Linked DNA regions of Mus musculus: region 2 is linked to region 1. Evidence: chromatin contacts called from public Hi-C data. All regions are on one chromosome and are shown on one strand. The core of a region is the stretch at or near the end of the contact, and the rest is flanking DNA. Distances in the headings are between cores, read along the strand shown.

Evidence for each region. Hi-C and Micro-C count contacts between places; a contact is called where the count stands out from the background.
Region 2: a Hi-C map of the N1E-115 cell line shows a contact between it and region 1, with 4 times the contacts expected there. The contact joins two enhancer-like sites. A contact is called at or near these places in 1 of 15 datasets of contacts at CTCF or cohesin (the NIH/3T3 cell line) and 5 of 484 Hi-C or Micro-C datasets (the N1E-115 cell line, cerebral cortex, cortical neurons and 2 more).

Annotation. Positions count from the first base shown.
Region 1 is chr10:69,449,752-69,456,234 of GRCm38.p6, forward strand. No RefSeq gene overlaps it. Among named protein-coding and RNA genes, the nearest start is that of Ank3, 81 kb to the right of the region's middle. Within about 2 kb of position 2,965, at least 10 of the 459 cell types and tissues checked have an H3K27ac peak or open chromatin away from gene starts, as enhancers often do. A contact at or near this core is called in the N1E-115 cell line, where this site is marked.
Region 2 is chr10:69,722,274-69,729,091 of GRCm38.p6, forward strand. The region is part of intron 1 of Ank3 (ankyrin 3, epithelial); the gene reads left to right. Among named protein-coding and RNA genes, the nearest start is that of Gm33416, 140 kb to the right of the region's middle. Within about 2 kb of position 4,193, at least 5 of the 459 cell types and tissues checked have an H3K27ac peak or open chromatin away from gene starts, as enhancers often do. A contact at or near this core is called in the N1E-115 cell line, where this site is marked.

The DNA of each region.
Region 1 (6,483 bases), core at 1,715-4,214:
CTGGGATTGCAGCTGTGTACCACCATCCCTGGAGAATACAGCACTGGAAATTGAATCCAGAGTTTTATTTGACTCTACCAACCAAGTCACAGACCCAACCCTTCATTCATACATACATACATATATATCATATATGTATATATATTATAACATATATTATATAATACATATTACATTATACATTTATATTTTTTCATGAGAGTAATTTTGGAAGTTCTGAAGTGAAGATGAGAATTAGAACGTTGTGATGAGCTAACATTGCTAAACTCTCTAGTGGGCACAGTACGTTGATGCTTTTCCCAGAGAAGAAACTGAATTCCAAATCCTCCACAGTGTCCTTAACTGGTGACAGAAAAATACTTAGAGTCATAGGCACCAAGAGCACCATGTCGTCCCTCTCTTTTATTTCATGTTCGTGGTACATTTTCTGATGTTTGTTTGTACCCACGTCACCTGCTTCCTTAGCCAGCGTGTCCTATTTATCATCGTTTCTTTAGAAGGACCTAGCTAGCATTGGGGAGATGGGGGAATGTTTTTTGTAATGGTCAGAGAGTAAATCATGTAAGAATCACAGACCAGTGTATCTCAGCCTTCCTAATACACTTGCCTAATAAACTTCCAATGCACTTCCTCATGTTGGGGTGACCCCCAACCATAACATTATTTCATTGTTACTTTGTAACCGGAACTGTGCTACTGTTTGTAATGTAAATATCTGATATGCAGGATATCTGATGTATAACCCCCGTGAAAGGGTCATTCGACCCCCCAAAGCGCTCACAACCCATATGTTGTGAACCACTGGCGTAGACTCCTCTAGAACTTGACTCTGCTACTGCAGCTCAAGGTTAAGTCCAGTTTGCAAATGAGCCACCTCCCTTGGTTCTGTTCCAATACAACTTTATAAAGACAGGTAGCAGACTGGGTCTGGCCAGTGCTTGGGGACCCCAGTCTTCAAGTCTGACAGTTTTAACCACCAGGGCAGGCTGTCCAGTAGAGAGCATCGATCCTGGCCTCAGTGGCTCTTTGTATGAATGTTTGTATCCTGCTTCTGTTTTCTAGCCAGGAGGATTAAGCAGAAACTCCTACCTACTCTAGACATTGGGGCCTCGGGCCGTCTCCCTGCAGAAAAGATAGCAGAAGTTGATGGAACTGAGCCGAGCCTCCCCTTAGAGTAGTGGCTCTTAACATTTCCTAATGCTGAGACACTTTAATACAGTTCCTCATGGTGTGGTGACACCCCTCCCCAACCGGAAGATTATTTTCATTGTTACTTAGTAACTGCAAGTTTGCTACTATAAACCACATTGCAAGCATCTGAATTTCTGATGCTCTTAGGTGACCCCTGTGAAAAGGTCGTTCCACTCCCTCAAAGAGGGGGGACCCGTTCCCTTAAAGCATCTTTTAGAGGCCACACCTAATTGCACAGGGAGCAGGGAGGTTCAGTCCTCTCGTGAGCCTAGAGGACAAGAGGCAGGTGCTGCCTAATGACCGGGAGCATTCTGAGAAGTGAGTCCTTGTGCAAACAGCCAAGTGTGCACTCACGCTAACCTGGGCTGTGTAGGTCAGTCACTTGACCCAGCTTCTTGATGCAGTCAAGAGACAAGGCAAATATGAGATGTGAGGCTGAGCCAGAGTCAACCTATCATATGGCCTTAGGATAAATATTGTTTAAAAAATGCAGGTAGGGAAGGTTACTCCAAGGACACACAGTATCAGTTTGATGAACTCAAATCAGTAGCATTGTTACAAAGTATTAGCACTGTTAGTAGTATGTGTCACTTTCATATGCCTGCCAGGGCTGCAGAGTTAACTGGGGGCAGTATTGCCATAGTTGGCAGAGGAGGAATGTTTTGAACCAAGGGGTTACAGTGGCCAGCTGATGAACATAACCATCTGCAGACATCTTTGAGGTATGTGTCTGTGGCACCAGAACTCAAGGTCACCCTTGGCTACAGGACATTTGGGGCCACCCTGGGCTACATTTGCCCCAGTTTCAATAAAGAAACCAAGAGATGGTGTTTAACAAGACCCAATGGCATAAATTGGTTTCATGTTAGACATTGTTAGTTTTGAAGGATTTCTAAGTTTTTATATTCTACCTTCTGTTGTCTCTTCTTAACATACGTATATATGGTTTTACAGGAAATCCTAGTCTTATAAAAATACTTAGATATTGTCAATTATTAACATATTAAGTGGCAACTACGTTGGAGTAACTATTACTGTTCTAATCAGTGATTTGTGTAAAAAACTATCAAATTAATTTTGTGTTACATGGGCTGAGAATGTAGCTCAGAGGGCTTGCCTCGCATGTACAAAAAACATGATTTTAGCCTCAGGACCACCTGAGCCAAAAGTGATGGTGTATGTCTATAATCCCAGTTCTGTCAGTTTCTGTGGAGGTGGAGGCAGGAGGATCAGACCAGAGATTCAAGGTTTCCTCAGGTATATAGTGAGTCTGGGGACAGCTTGAGCTACATAGAATCAGGTCTCCAGAGAGATGGAGAGAGAGAGAGAGAGAGAGAGAGAGAGAGAGAGAGAGAGAGAGAGAGAGAGAGAGAGAGAGAGAGAAAGAGAGAGAGAATATCACGTCAGCCAGTAGATGGCACTGTGGTGTCATGCTTGAAGAGAAGCTACAGGCGTGACCATTTGTCCTCACTGCAATCTGGCACAATTAAGGCAAAAATGACTTCATATTTCATTTAGAAAAATACAATTTAATAAACAAGCAGATAGGCTTTAACAGAGTTCTGGCAAGCCTTTCTTCCTTGTTTATAACCAGCATCCCCATTGCCTTTGGTGTCTTAGCTTTCCCCGAGGTTAAGCATGTCTTCTTCACCCCGTTCCGTGTATAAACCCAATTACTTGACCACGAGTGTTGCAGTTTACAAGCACCCAGATGTTTTACTGTTATCATTCCTTCGGTTCAAAGTATATCCATGAAAAAGTTTGTGTGGTCTATGATGACACACACATGTATGTATATATGTCTATGTATGTACACATGCACCGCCCTCCCCCTCCCCCACTACAGTTTCAGCCAGCTGCAGAGTATAATATGTTACAAAGTCTAAAATACCAGGGCTAGGACCTAGCCCAAGTTGTAGTGTGCAAGCCCAGCATGCAAGAGTCTCTAGATTCCATTCCCAGCACATATAAAATTGTGTGTGACTGCACATAACCCCAGCACGTGGGCAGTAGAGGCAGAAGGATCAGAAGAAGGTCAAGGCACTTCTTGTCTACCTAGCTGGAGTCCAGATCCTAGTTCAAATAATAAAACAAAGTAAGTTTCCATGAAAGTACTCCCTGCAGGTCTCTTCTGCATGTCCTGCCTGCTGGCACTGCGGTCCACAGCAGCGTGGCTCGCTCTGAGCACTCTGCGCAGACTCTCTTGGTAGCTTCAATAGGGATGTCCGGAGAACACCGCCTAGACTCCTCTTCCTTGCTCTTTGCAGCTTCTCTGGTACTTCTCGGCTGTGGCTGTCGCGGTGCTTGCTTTCTTGGCTGTGGTAGTGTATGCTGACCCACATTCCCTCTTTTCCAGAAGGGACAACTCCCTGAATGTTGAAGTCCCACGGATCACAATGACCTCCCACAGTTTTCTTTCAATCCAGAAATCAAGTCTTTGGCTCTCTCCATCTTGGGGTCTGCATGAGGGGGTTTGCATTTTGACAAATGATACAGGCCCCAAACCGGGGCACTCCATATTTTCCTCCCACAAAAAGCTTTCTGAAAGCAAACTCACTTCTCAGGATATTCCCAGATTTCTCGTGGCTCCATAAGTCCCAGATCTTCAACACTGTCCTGTGTGATCTGTCCTCAGTTTGAGCATTCCTCGCATCTTGTGGGTGTCAGCCTCAGCAGGCTTTTTATCTAATTTGCTACACAGGCCTTTGGCAACCAACCTGTAGACCTTGGGGCACACTCTCCTTTCTGCCTGGTGTTCCCCATGCAGCACTGCATGAACTTGGCCACGCCCACTGTTAGTCACATGTCCCCACAAACTCCTCCCCTGTCCTCCCAGGTGACCTGGGGTCTTCCTTCTGTGGCAGATCCTTACCTAGTTCCTATCTATTCCAGCACATTTTTCCCCCCTCAGCTCTGAATGCGTTTTTGCACACTGCCGTTTTCTGCGGTGTGATAGGCCACGCAGTGCAGTCTGACCAGCTGGCTCTCTGTTGTATTCCCAGCAACCTTCCGGGGACGGCCGGGCTGGCATCCACTTACTGAGAACTGTGGGAAACAAGTGTCTCAGGGCGTGAAAAGGCCAGTGATGTTCACTTTCTGAACCATAGCACCTCACTGAGAATTCATTTATTTTAAATGTGGCAGGTGGTGATGGCACACGCCTTTAATCCCAGCACTTGGGAGGCAGAGGCAGGCAGATTTCTGAGTTCGAGGCCAGCCTGGTCTACAGAGTGAGTTCCAGGACAGCCAGGGCTACACAGAGAAACCCTGTCTCGGAAAGCCAAAAAAAAAAGAAAAAAAAAAAAAAAAGAAAAGAAAAGAAAAAAATCTTAAATGTGAATAATGGCAAAAAATACTGTTCTGAGAGATTTGTTTGAAATTATTCATATGCAAGCGAACCTTTGGAATACCAACTATTTTATAAGTAATAGCTTAACCTTTTAAAGATTGTTTTTTTTTTTAATAGAATGTGTACAAATTTTAAATTTTGATGATGATTAGCTACTGTCGATGATATCAGCTAATGCAGTGGGAACATGCACATTGTCAGCTTGGCCAGACTTAGAATCATCATGGAGATAGACCACTGGGTATGTGCATAAGGATGTATAACCGAGGAAGAAAGCGCTGCCTTCAATGTGGGCAGCACCGCAGGCTGGCATCCTAGACTCAGTCAGACTGAGCACCGTTGCTACTCTCTGCTTCCCGACTTCAGATCCAATGTCCTGAGCTGTCTCACATGCCTTCCCCGAAGCAAAGGACTGGAGCCCTCCACTGGTGACTCAGAATAAATCTTGCCTTCTTTTAAGTTGCTTTTGAAAGGTATTTTGTTACAGCAACAATAAAAGTGACTAATAGAGACGACAAGTTCTTGGGCATCATGTCATTTGGATATATGAGATGTATGTGTATATGCTAGCCCTCACTCCTATAAATAGTCTCAAATTCAGTGAAAGGCATTAAGATACTTGTATTTTTAAAAATCTTATCATTTTCCCAGTAATTAAAATGGCAGCCCTAATCAAGCCCACAGACGACAATTACTCCTAAAATATACCTGAGTTCTGTGTCTAAATTTGAGCACTCCAGGAAAGCAGCAATAGCTCACCACCTTTCAAGCAAAAACTGTCTAAGCTGGGCCTCTATTAAAGTGCATTTTTCTAAATCAACATCCATGGATAGCTTTTCTTGCTGATTGAAAAACTGTTTCTTCAAATAATAGGTATGGAATACCTCCTTGCCACATGGCTTGCAGTTACTGAGACACACTGAAGTCTCTTCCTTTAGCTAATCTACAAGAGGAAGTGGCTGAGCAAAGAGGGCCAGCATGTGTGTATGTGAACATGTATGTGCATGTATTGTGTGTGTGTACATGTGTGTGCATGTATTGTGTGTGTACATGTGTGTGCATGTATTGTGTGTGTGTATATTTGTGTACATATGTGTATATGTTTGTGCAGGTATGTACGTGTGTATGTGTGTATGTTGTGCTCATGTGTGCGTGCATGCATGTGTGAGTGTGTGTGTAAGTGTGTGCATGGACAGTTAGTCACCAAAACCAGCCCCAGCCTGCTTTGAAAGGTCCGAACCGTGACTGGGGAGTAGTCCCATAAATCTTTCCGCTGCATTCCCCTCCCTGATAGAAAATGAGGTACTTTAAAAGATAATTATGTCTTCATTTGGCTCAAAGAACAATTTCAAAATCCTTCTGGTTTGATTTAGAGATGTCTTTATTCTTCTGCTTAGAAACTGAGCAGCGGAGGGAAAGTTTCTGCAGCCACCCAGTGGAAATTACTGAAAGTTTGTTTGTTTGTTTGTTTGTTTCGCGCTGTGCAGAAGCCATTTAATAAGTAAGCAGGAAGCACTGACTGCCATGGTGGCACATGCTGCTAATGCAGTACTCTGAAGGAGGAGGCCTGAGGGCCATGGGTTCAAGGCAAACCTTAACTACACAGAGAGTTTAAGGCCAGCCTGGGCTACCTAAGACCCTCCCTTAATAAACATAGAAGAGGGCAAGGATTAAGAGCATCACCCTGCCCATTTATTGTTTGAGGAGTCCCCTCCAGAGATAGGCCCTGCCTATGGAGCCAGTGACAGTCTGGAAGAGAAGATCATGGCAAGAGAGTAGACCTCATCTTATATCCCGTGCTTGCTTCTCTGGAGAAAAACGCAGATGTGTACAGCATGAGTTGGCTGAAGTCTTCTGTTAGGACCTTTGATTTGGTTTCTTCTGGCAGAAAATAAGGCTAAGTGACGTGTAGAAGTAGTTGGCTTATGAAGCGCAAAGGCACA
Region 2 (6,818 bases), core at 2,943-5,442, 270 kb after region 1:
CTGGAAGTGCACCTGCTTAGTTCTATCTACTCTCAGTGGAACGTTAGAGATTGTGTCTCATATGCGGTTTCCAGGGACCACTCAAGGGACCTACACAGCCCTCAAAGGAATGGGGTTTCTTGCTGAACAATAACTGCCAATCAGAAAAAACGTCTGTGAAATGCCTAACAGCCTCTAGGACCCATTAGACCACTTCTGTTTGCTGCTCAGTCTGTTATGATTTGAGAGAGGGTTCTATCATGTGTCAGACATCCAATGGAGAAACAACAGGAGAATGGCTGTTAAATATTTCCAATGATTTCTTTTTGTGTGTGTGCATGCACACACACACACACATGCACGCACATGCACATGTAGATCCAAAGTCAACCTTGGTGTTCTTAGATATTGTCCATCATGGTATTTTTGTTTGTTTTTGAGCCAGGGTTTCTTGTTGGCCCAAGGCTTACTGATTGAGCTAGACTTGGTGGCCAGTGAACCCCAGAGGTTCTCCTTCCTCTATGGGTTCCAGGACGGAACTCAGGTCCTCATGCTTATGTGACATGTGTGTCATGGCAATGTGTCCTTGCGCAAGCCCTTTCTCTCCTCTTTTCCTCACCTTCCCTCCCTGACTCAAATGACTAGATGTGTGGTTACACTGGCATTATCTGTGTTGGATTTCTTCTCAGAGGATCACTTGAACAGAATTCAGGAACATACATTCATTTCAGAGAATGTGTTTCTCCACATTGTTAATGGGTCTGTAGCATTCCCCTTCACTAATGTGCAAAGATGTAGCTGGTTCGATTCCTCCTTCTCCTCTTTTCTTCTCCTCTTCCTCCTCCTCTTCCTCCCCTTCTTCCTCTTCCTCCTCCTCTCCCTCCCCTTCTTCTTCCTCCTCTTCTTCCTACTTTTCTTCCTCCTCCTCTTCTTCCTACTTTTCTTCCTCCTCCTCTTCTTCCCCTTCTTCCTCTTCCTCCTCCTCTCCCTCCCCTTCTTCTTCCTCCTCTTCTTCCTACTTTTCTTCCTCCTCCTCTTCTTCCCCTTCTTCCTCTTCCTCTTCCTCCCCTTCTTCCTCCTCTTCTTCCCCTTCCTCCTCCTCTTCTTCCCCTTCTTCCTCCTCCTCTTCTTCCCCTTCTTCCTCCTCCTCTTCCTCCCCTTCTTCCTCCTCTTCTTCCTACTTTTCTTTCTCCTCCTCTTCTTTTTCCTTTTCTTCTTCCTCCTCTTCCTCCTCCTCTTCTGCCCCTTCTTCCTACTTTTCTTTCTCCTCCTCTTCTTTTTCCTTTTCTTCTTCCTCCTCTTCCTCCTCCTCTTCTGCCCCTTCTTCTTTTTCCTCCTCCTCCTCTTCCTCCTCCTCCTCTTTCTCTGTATTTAATGGAGTCTACATTTTGTCACTGCAGAAAAATACTACCCAGGACAGTGGCATTCCATCTTTTCTGTAAGCCATGAGTCTCTGGTTCCATCTTGTGCCATTCTCCCAAGAGCATGTAGCAAGCCCCACTTCCCCTCTTTAAGGGGAAGGGTCAATCCAATATCCCCAATGGATGGCTGAAACCACAGATGGTATCTACTACGTATGTATACTGTGTTGTTCTATCACGTGCATAGCTATGTGAAAATTTAATTCGTGATTTGAATACAGTAAGATTGACAACAGATAGTAAACGAGATAGAATTACATGACATAAATGTGCCAGCATCTCCACCCTTGCACCCCAGAGCTATTTCTAACTCAAACAAGGGCTCCATAAATACAAGTGCTGTGACTACCAAACACACAGCAGTTAAGATGATGCCTGAGAAGGGGGCAATAATGATGGCAGGTAGCCTATACAAGGCAGACATGATCCACTGGGGAACAGTCTCCCGCTCTGCTGGGCATCACCAGGCCTGGTCCTCAGCAGAAGCAGGGCAGCCTGAGATCTCACCACACTACTTAGAGTTCTCCACCATTTACAGTGCATGGGTTGTTTATGTGTGGACATATTTAGTACTATTTTGGCTTGGGATTGGTGGCTGGCAAATGGAAAGGTAGAACATAAGAAGACCGCATCTGCCTGGTACAACTGAATGAGCTACAGAGCGGGGGTTTATACATCTCACCGGCCTCTGCAGCACTCTCAGCTCTGCCTCTGTGACAGCCACCCACCCCTTCTGCCTGTCACTACAGGCTGCTGTCCCCTTTCCTCTGAGAGTCTAGCTAGTTATCATTACTATTATTTCTTCTGATTTCTCTAGCATCTCTAGACCGTTTATACACAAACACTTCTGTCCTGACTCTCTCTCTCTCTCTCTCTCTCTCTCTCTCTCTCTCTCTCTCTCTCTCTCTTTGCTTTTACCCTGACTCTCTAACTCCTTGGGTCAGGTCTCTCACCTGCTGGCCCTCCTGTTTATGATTGCTTTGAACTTTGACCTTCCTACTGCCCGCCTCACCTTAGCTACCTACAGGAAGTATACTTAAAACTTCTAAACCCACAGCCTTACAGGGCCTGGCTGGCATCTTCTACCGGTCAATGAGGTATTTGATTCAAAGACACGGGCTCATGAGTGCGTTCGGATTTAATTATCGGGGCAAGTAAATTTAAATTTGTTTTGATTGTTTGTTTTGCTCTAACCCCTCCTGAATTATAGGCCAGGGATGAACCCCGTGGTAGATTATTAAATCCCAAGGGGTCAGTGTATTCCTACTTGAGTTCTCATGTCCCACCTAGAAGGCCTTGACTGCCGTTCATTTGGGAAGCAATGTGCTGGAATGGCTACTGTGTTCTGTGACTTCATTGTCTCGTGTGAGAGAGAATACTATTCACATCACTGAGACAACAGACAAGATTTCAGTCTGTTTTGTAGTGAATGCTGGGTTCTAAATCTCCACGGCAGGCATCACACAAATTCGATGTAATGTATTCCTGATGGTCTTCGCGGAGTACAGGCTAAAATCGATTGTTCGGTTACTTCATTAGAGCGGATAAATGGATAACTTCATTTATTTTATGTGGGTGGAGGGGGCTAGCGTCGAACTGTACGGGATCCACACAAAGGACGAGCGCATCTGCTGTGAAGGAGAGGGAGGTGCATGGAAAATCCTCAGTCTCTGAAGTCAGGGAAGCATAGAGGGAGGAGGGAGCCTCAGGGTCACTCAGCCGGGGCCTCTCCGTCACCAAAGCTCAATCTTCATTAAGAATCTTTCATTAAGTCTGCATATGAATTTTCCATGAGTGAAAATACCCTACTCTAACACAGTCCACCTCTGAGAAACTCATTGTTACAATGTACTCTCTTTTTTTTAAAGTATAATTTTCTAAAAGATTTATTTATTATTATATGTAGCTACACTGTAGCTGTCTTTAGATACCCCAGAAGAGGGCATCAGATCTTATTACGGATGCTTGTGAGCCACCATGTGTTTGCTGGGATTTGAACTCAGGACCTTTGGAAGAGTAGTCAGTGCTCCTAACTGCTGAGCCATCTCTCCAGCCCCTACAGTATACTCTCTTATTCAATACTAAACCAAGTACTTACTTAGTTGCATCCACCTGTATTCTGCTGTTTACATAGTGAGGGCAGTTACTTATGGGCACCGTTGCCCCTCTATGCTGAACATTCCTTATATCTCTAGACATAGTCACGAGACTCTTCATCATTCTCCAACCCCACTCAGCCATGATGTGATCCTCAGAACTGAAAACAATACCTCATGTTCATGGTATACAGCCTGTGACAGATTGAGACTGTATGGCCTTCAGGTTGTCTGCTTTCCCTAGACAGGACCAAGAACCCAGTCCTTTTGGGGGGAAAGGCAATTGAGAGCCCTTTAAGTCCACTCTCCCATGAGAGGCGTTTCTGTTTCTCAGATGAGGTTTACCCTTTTTCCTTAAAGCTTAGATTTATCTTACACGTGATGCAGACACACATATGTTTGTAACCAGACAGGAACATTCGTCAGCACGGTCATCCCCCTGTATGAAAGCTGTGCTTTACCCAGGTGCTACATCATCTCATTTTCTGTTGTAATTTCTCCTAGGGTTTTTGTTTGTTTGCTTGCTTTGTTTTGTTTTGTTTTGTTTTTTCCTCATTTGTGGAAATACTTGTTCTAAATAAGTATTAAGTGCCAGCCATACACATTACATTATTTTGCTCCCCTTCTCTTCCTACTGGGCTTCTGTTTCAGCTCCCATTTTTCATTCGGCTCCCACCCCTTGCCATCTTTACCACAGGAGTAGTCTCTGGAACAGATGGACACATTTTAGTATCAGTTGGATACCAGAGAGAAACAGATTATGTTATGTATTACAATTTACCAAGGCTGATTTTTATATACTTCGGACTAACCAATTGAATAGGTAGACAATTGGCTCTTTGGGGGCTAGACTTTAGGGATGGAGTCTTTAGAAACTAGCAAGTAGAGGGGATTGTTTTCGCCCAAACAAGTAGAAATGACAAGGGCCTAAATGAATCATTTGTAGTGATGAAGTTAATATGGAACACGCACTGTTTTGACACAGAACATTTCAGTGAGGCAGATCTTTCTAGGTCCTGGGGATTCCAGGAGAAATGAACCATGTGTAGCTGTTTGGGGACTGGTGGTCCTGTAAGGGAGTCAGACTGGTGTAGAAGACAGAAGGCGAAGTTTATGATTAATAGAGGCAGTAGAGGAAGTAAGTAGGCATGTAGGAGGACATAGGCCAGAGAGCCGCTTGGAGACTGAGGGAGTCCTCAAGGCTAGTCATGTGAGAACAGAGGTAGATCATGGTTGGCATACCGGCTCTCTGAATACGGAGAAGAGGAGAAAGGTTGGCGCAGAGGATGGAAGGAGGGGCTAGAGGCTGCCCTGGGAGGGGATGCAGAGGGTTGGCTCATCTCCGGGCCATCCCTTTCTGCTTTCCCCTGCTAGAAACAGTTGCAAAGAACGATTTGGAGGTAGGAAGTACTCTGTGGTATCAGGTGCTCACTGTGAACTTGGTCGTATGACTTCTCAAATGTCAGTCGGTTTTCAGGAGTTGGAATAAAAGCCAGAGCCTTTCTGAGTAATTAACCAGTAACCTGGACAGCAATAACTGAGCTGTTCTGAGGTACACTGAAATCATAGATGTTTGATTCAGAGGCCATTCATTGAGTGTGAAGAGTGAACAGTTGAAATAACTGATTATGATAGTTGTCTTCAGTCTTCCTCCTCCTCTTCCTCCTCCTCTGCCTCCCCTTCTTCCTCCACTTCCTCCTCTTCCTCTGCCTCCTCTTCTTCCTCCACTTCCTCCTCTTCCTCTTCTTCTTCCCCTCCTTTTCTCTTCTTCTCATTTCTCCTTCTCTTCATCCCCTTCTTCCTCGTCCTCTTCCTTTTCTTTTTCCTTCTTTTCCTCTTGTCTTTTCCCTTCTCCTCTTCTTTCTCCCCTTCTGCCTCCTCCTCCTCTTTTTCTTGAAACAGGGTCTTACTAGGTAGCCCTGGCTGACCTAGAGCTTGCTATATAGACCAGGCTAACCTGGAACCCACAGAGATTCACCTACTGTTGCATTCTGGGAGCTGGGATTAAAGACATGTGCCACCAGGCACATCCTTTTAGCAGTATTTTTCAATTTTCCAGCACTCTGGGAATTCACCTTCCTCCCTACACCAAGCTCTTGTGAAGTCATCGTGCATTCCGAATGTATAATTCAAGTTCGAAGCCACACTTTAAGGATTCTAGTCAAAAATATTCATGTATGCTCAGTCGACCTTCATATAAGACATTTTTAGGCAAGCATACTGTCTTAGTCAGGGTTTCTATTCCTGCACAAACATCATGCCCAAGAAGCAAGTTGGGGAGGAAAGGGTTTATTCAGCTTACACTTCCACGTTGCTGTCTATCACCAAAGGAAGTCAGGACTGGAACTCAAGCAGGTCAGGAAGCAGGAGCTGATGCAGAGGCCATGGAGGGATGTTACTTACTGGCTTGCTTCCCCTGGCTTGCTCAGCCTGCTCTCTTATAAAACCCAAGACTCCCAGCCCAGAGATGGTCCCACCCACAAGGGGCCCTCCCCGTTGATCACTAATTGAGAACATGCCCCACAGCTGGATCTCATGGAGGCATTTCCCCAACTGAAGCTCCTTTCTCTGTGATAACTCCAGCTGTGTCAAGTTGACACACAAAACCAGCCAGTACACTTACCTAGTACTTTAAACAAAAAAATTTAAAGTTGTGTATATATGTATATATATGTTTGTGAATATACATACACATATGGTATATAAATATATAATATTGTATATATTTTATAAACATATATGTATATGAGACCTTAATTTTATGTATGTATGTGTGTATATGTGTGTATATTATGGTCCTAAACACAGTAATGAATTCTGTGACCCAGACTTTGTGATTTGTTTTCTAGTTCTTTCTCTTTTTCTAAGTGTGCTTCTGTGTCTGTTCATGATTTAATTCCATCAACACGAGAGCTGTTTATCAGAATTATTCATAGCTATTAGTTCTGTCAGAAATTGATAAATAGATATGTGACCGGGTGAAAACACTTAACTGAGAGAGTCATAGTGAACTAATACTCACAGTTCACTTGCGCGCTCATGTGTGTGTGTGTGTGTGTGTGTGTGTGTGTGTGTGTGTATGTGTGTGTGCGTATGTGTGTGTTTGTGTGTATGTGTGTGTGTGTGTGTGAGACGTAGACATACACGTGTGCTTGCTATAGATGAGAATGGGTGTGTGCATGCCACAGCACGTGTATGGAGACCAAGTGACAGCTTTGGTGTTGGTATCCCTTCATCCTGTTTGTCCCAGGATGCTTTGTTGTTCCCCGTTGTCTGTGCCAGGCTTGCTGGCCCTAGAACTTCTGGGAATCCTCCCGCCTCC